Linked DNA regions of Hordeum vulgare: region 2 is linked to region 1. Evidence: chromatin contacts called from public Hi-C data. All regions are on one chromosome and are shown on one strand. Each heading gives the region's core, a stretch centred on a gene start, on an enhancer-like site or on the middle of the called end of the contact. The rest is flanking DNA. Distances are from core to core; before and after follow the strand shown. Region 1 has its middle 65 kb from the start of LOC123428666. Region 2 holds the start of LOC123427376 (GATA transcription factor 6-like).

Evidence for each region. A called contact is a pair of places that touch in the nucleus more often than the background predicts.
Region 2: a contact with region 1 is called in a Hi-C map of seedling, with 3 times the contacts expected there. The contact joins the promoter of LOC123427376 here to the enhancer-like site in region 1. A contact is called at or near these places in 1 of 6 Hi-C or Micro-C datasets (seedling) and 1 of 1 datasets of contacts at active chromatin or transcription factors (embryo).

What each region holds. Positions count from the first base shown.
Region 1 is chr2H:571,363,947-571,366,754 of MorexV3_pseudomolecules_assembly, forward strand. No RefSeq gene overlaps it. Among protein-coding and RNA genes, the nearest start is that of LOC123428666, 65 kb to the left of the region's middle. Within about 2 kb of position 1,550, at least 3 of the 3 cell types and tissues checked have open chromatin away from gene starts, as enhancers often do. A contact at or near this core is called in seedling, where this site is marked.
Region 2 is chr2H:571,875,139-571,877,838 of MorexV3_pseudomolecules_assembly, forward strand. It overlaps LOC123427376 (GATA transcription factor 6-like), which reads left to right and starts at 1,356. Exons shown (of 3, transcript XM_045111401.1): 1 at 1,356-1,727; 2 at 1,976-2,275; 3 at 2,388-2,700. The coding sequence starts at 1,371.

The DNA of each region.
Region 1 (2,808 bases), core at 300-2,799:
TGTTAATTCCACCATGATGAGAAATTGAGCGGGACAAGCAAAGCAAAACAAAGAGGCTACGTGAATTGATCAATGGACTGTTATCTTATTTCACTCATGAGGTAGAGAATGTGGGATCAGATGACAAACTGAAGGTGGTGTTCCATTCTCTTTCTCTACAACAATGCAATCTTACATTCAATACATTCATTCATCAGCAAACAAATTCCCACAAAACAAAATTTCTTGCCGGTGCTTGGCACACGGTTGGAGGCATGGGGAGTGGATCTCACCAGATGATGAGTTCCTGTCAGAGGAGGGGATACGATGAGGGGAGAAAGGGTTAGGCGCCTCTATCTGGCCATAAGGAGTCGCCGTTGCCGCGCCATAACCTCGGAGTTCCCCGTGTGAGCCATGGAGGCCCGCCTCCACCTGCAAGTACTTCGCTCCACCGCGCCTTATCCGCGCGCCGCCGCTGTTCTGCATCGAGCAGACGCATCATCCCAAGTCATTGTAGCTGTCGCGTTGATTTGATCCAGAAGCTGTGCTCGAGCGCCGAAACGAGGGCAGCAAGCGGGCAGAGGTACGACCGCGGAGGCGGGTGGGTTGAGATCGACAACAGTGGTGGTTGAGGTCGGCCGCGGCGGCGAGTGGTGTGGCAGCGGCCTGGGCACAGGCCAGGGTGGACCAGGGTCGACGCGATGCGCTCGAGCGCCGCAATGGGGACAGTGAGCGGGGAGAGGTACATCCGCGGAGGCGGGTGGGTTGAGATCGGCAGCGGTGGCGGTTGAGGTCGGCCGCGGCGGCGAGTGGTGTGGCGGCGGCCTGGGCACAGGCCAGGGTGGCCCAGGGTCGACGGGAGGAGGTGATGCGTACGGGTATAATTTTTACAGCGAATCGTTTTTTCCTTTTGCGTTGCAGATAAATGATGGAGCGCGGGTTGAATAACAAAAATTACAGTTTTTTTATTTATAAAAATACCGTGGTGGGTTTTTCGACGGAAGCAATAGCCGCTTTATTATTAGGTATTAGGTATATATCTATCACAATGACACAACTGAATATAAATGATCTGAAAATTATGTGTGTGTTCGTCGCTCATGTAGACCACAGTACACAAGAAGTAAATAGTAAACCCTAAATTGAAAAATGGGGAATGGTCAATTGGCGAGCTGCCGGAGATGGTACCGCAAATCAGGCAAGGCCGAGCGTCGAAATGTAGACTGGGCGGCTGCCGCTGTTTTGTAGGGGCGCCAGGCGGCATGGGCTAGGCTAGGGCAGGGTCAGGTCGCAGGCACATAGGGTTGCTGCTGGCGCCGAGTGTCGGGCAGGACGCAGTCGCGACGGAGAGGAAGGAGTGGAAGAGCCTCCAGAGTGGTTGGGCATCCATCGTGTGGCGAGGGCAACGAGGTAGGCGAAAACCGAGCGCCCGATGGTTGGGTGTTGAGGATTGTAAGATATCGTTGCTTCTCGCTGTGTCCCGCGTGTGGTGTGCAGGTTATGTGGCGCGTGTGTTGTTTGTTGGGTTAGAGATGTTGTTGGGCCCTTTTTATTTCTCTGGCCCATCTATAATTGTGTATGGTATATAGGCTGGTTCAAAATCCAAGGGTGACCGTGGCCCATCCTGGACACTCTGTAGCTCCGCCCCTGGTCATATATGATCACAAGTTCTGAATTCCCTTTATGTAGCGCCGACTGTGAAAGTATAAGCACGCCTTCTTGTTATACCCTAGTGTGGGTGAGATTTGGCTCATCCTTTGACTGGGACATATGGTGAATGATCTATGCTTGCAGGAAGGGGATGGAGAAGTTTTTGTCCGTGAATTTATTTTGACTCATCACGGAGATATGCTACTGATGGCAGATGTGAACTGTATTTTTTTTTTGAAACAAAGGTAAATGTTTTGCCTCATCAATTAATTAAGAAGAACAGTGAACCGTAACGATCTGATAGCTAGGGCCATGTGGTATGTTTTGTGGACGGCAGCGTGTCACACATGGAGAAATTCTTGCTAAAGTAGCAAGATTGGCAGAGGCTATCTTCACTTTAGAAAAGATTTTTTCAAGGGCAAGAAAGAAAGGTAGCAACCGGGCACTATGGATGAAGAACACCCAAAGGAATGCTTCATAAAACTGAGTGGGGATGCAACGTTTGACTCGGACAAGGGCTCAAGAGGCATTGCTGGAATTATACATGTTTCGGGGAGAGCGAGTTTGTGTGCTCGGACACCATGGTGCCTTTTTTTTAAAACAATCAAAAAACATAATTGAAAGTTTCAAAAAATACTGAAAATAATTCTGTGTAAACTTGTATGTATTCACTACTGATCCATAAAATTTTGTTCCCAAAAAAAAAAAGTAATTTGTAAGCTGTATAAAAAACAATTTTCCGGCCCAAAAAAATCTGGCCCATTTGAAAAATCATATTTGTCTTTTTTTGTACGCCACGTATGAATGTAAAATGAAATGATTTTTTACACATGTGTAGTATTTATGCGTGTGTGTGTTTGTAAAAAAAATTCAGTAAAAAATGTTTTTCTAAAACGGGCATCATGGTACCCATTTCGGGTGGCTTCTTCCTAGCGGCGGCCTATAGCAACATCCCATTGGTTGAGGATGTTGCGACGGCGTAGGCGCGAGGACACATAGATGGCCTCATCTTGACAGGTGATATGTGCTGTAACAATTTGATAATTAAAGCAGACTGTATAGAGGTCATTGAAGTGATGATGACAAATGTGGCCATTCCTTGGGCGGCGATTTTGAAAGAATGTACGTTCTTATGTCGTAGTCTGAATTCGGTTAGTTCCCGTTAGGGCCCTAGGGAGG
Region 2 (2,700 bases), core at 106-2,605, 510 kb after region 1:
GTGCCACACGGCTGTGCATGTGGTTGTCCAACCCACGTACGAATGAGGCAGCTAAGTAGTTGGCACTAATAGAGGGTTGCGGTACATTTTGCACCTCCCGGGCGGATCCAGCTACCCAGGATGTTAAAACAGTGGCCTACCTCGGTGTCGGGGTGGCAATGCAAGAGGTTGTTATAGGAAGAAGGAGGCAGGTCACGTCGTGGCATGGAGAGGAGGGGGATGGCGACGTCATGGATGAGAGGGGAGGTGGTGAGGAGAGGGGTGCGCGGGCTTCACCGTGGCATGGAGGGGAGGGGGATGGCGATGTCATGGATGAGAGGGGAGGTGGTGAGGAGAGGAGTGTGCGGGCTTCACCATGGCATGGAGGGGAGGTGCCTAGGGAGATGGCAACGTCAATGCTATGGTGGGGAGATGAGATGCATCAACAATCCGTGATTGGTTGGTTGTGCGAGCACAGAAGAAGACAGCTGCGTGGTGTGTGAGTGATAGGAGTGACTGCTTTTTTCATGTAAAAAAAGAAGGACGAGCTTCTATACGTTGACATAAATGCCACATAGCATAACAAGTCATGTTTTTTGAAAAAATACAAATCAAATGGTCTATAGATAGCCTATAATTTAAAACTCATCAAAATCAGGACGCGGCTCACATTATGCCATGCAATGAAGCTGAAGACATCATTCCTCACATTGTTAAAAAAATATCTTAAACACATCATATTGTTCTTAGTTTATAAGGGATAATTATTTGAATCATTGAAGTGGATTTCAATTAGTACTTCTCATCGTTATATGCTACTCCATAATTTCTATGCATTATTAATTTCTATATGCATCGTTAAGGCACGTACTATATGATGAAAAAAAAGGAAAGACGTGCACGGAACCTCGGCATATCCGGCGGCGGATGGAAGGAATTCAAAGGGCGCCCATCCTGCGCAAATCCAGTCCGAACCTTTCCGCACCCGCGTTTCAAAACACCAAAAATGACTACCCTCGGACCGGAGGGAATGCCCCGCGCCGGGCCCACCACGTGTCCCCCGGGCCACCACTAATCGCTCACCCACTTTATTACCTTAACCCACAGACCCCGAAGAAAAGAAAAGAACCGCCCCGTCGTCTCGTCGCGCACGCAACGCAGCACGACAATCACGACGGGCGGGCGGTGGAAAACAGAGACGAGACCGCTCCCCGTGCTGTTATGTTACTGGTAGCGTCATTTCGGCTTCTTTTCCGGCTCCGTTTCCTCCTTTTTCATTAAAAGTATTTTATAAAGAAGAAGAGTTCGACGGCCAGGGTCTCCGATACCAAGAAGATAGCAGCGAGGTGGCGACATAAAATAAAGATACATAGAGATAGAATAGAAACGGAATGAGGGGGGAGAGCACCAAAGGCCAAAGAAAAAGAGCGGACGAAAATTTGGAGTGCGGGTGGAGGGAAGAGTGTGCGGGACGGACGGGAGGAGTGAAATGCAAGAAAGGGGAGGGGGCGCCGCGTGAGGAAGGAAAGAGTGCATTTGTTGTGCCCACGGACTCTGGCAGCCATTCAATGCTCCACCAAACGCTCATCCCTTCTTCCCCCCTTCCCCTGCCCCTCGCCTTCTCCGCCTCCGCTTCCTCCGACCCTCCCCTCCTCTTCGCCCCCGCCGCCAACCCCGCCGCCGCCGCCGCAGCAGCTCCCCTTCGCTCCTCAGCCATGCCGTCCTACGCGCACCACCACAGCTCTCTGGTAAGGAGGGGACGGGGCTGGAGATTACGAGCGGCGAAAGAAAAGAGAGAGAGAGAGAGAGAGAGAGAGAGAGAGAGAGAATCTTTTCTTGATTTTTTCTTCTTATTTTGTTATCAGTTTCTTTTTTCCGGAGACGGAAGAAACCAGGCGCTCTTTCTCTTTCTCTGAACTTGTGGTTCTTGGCTCCTGGAATTGGGAATTCATGGTTTTCCTGTGTGTATGTGTGCGCCTTCTTTCGGGCCGCGAAGGACGAGCGGATGGACGCGCTCAAGGGCAGTGGCCGGCACGAGGAGACGGCCGACGAGGTCGCCGCCGCCGACGCGCCGCCGGCCTGGGGCTTCGCCGAGAGGGACGGCTTCTCCGTCGAGGACCTGCTGGACCTCGAGGAGTTCTGCGAGCCGGATAAGGACGCCGCCGACGAGCCCGAGGAGGCGCCGCCGGCCGCCGCCGCGAAAGAAGACAAGTTGAACGGCGGGCCCCGTGCCTCCGCCGTGTCGTACGAGCTCGCCCCTCCGGCGCCGCCAGCGCCGGAGATTGTTGACCTGCCGGTGAGGTTTCGCGTCGCCTTTGACCGCTTCTCGCGGCTTTTCCTATGCTTTTGTCGTACGTGGTGAAATTTAATTGATTATTTCTTTGTGCCTTGCCCTGTATTTTCCGCAGGCGCATGACGTCGAGGAGGAGCTCGAGTGGGTGTCCCGTATCATGGACGACTCGCTCTCCGAGCTGCCGCCGCAGCCGGCGCCGCCCGCGTCGATGATGGCGGCGCGCCCGCCGCAGCACCGTCTGCTGCCGCAGCGGCGCCCGCAGGACGGAGCGTACCGCGCCCTGCCGTCCATGTCCGACCCCATGCGGACTCCGACCATATGCGCGCTGTCGACGGAGGCGCTGGTCCCTATCAAGGCGAAGCGCAGCAAGCGGTCTCGGGCGTCGGGGTGGTCGCTCTCGGGCCCCACGCCGGACTCCACCTCGTCCT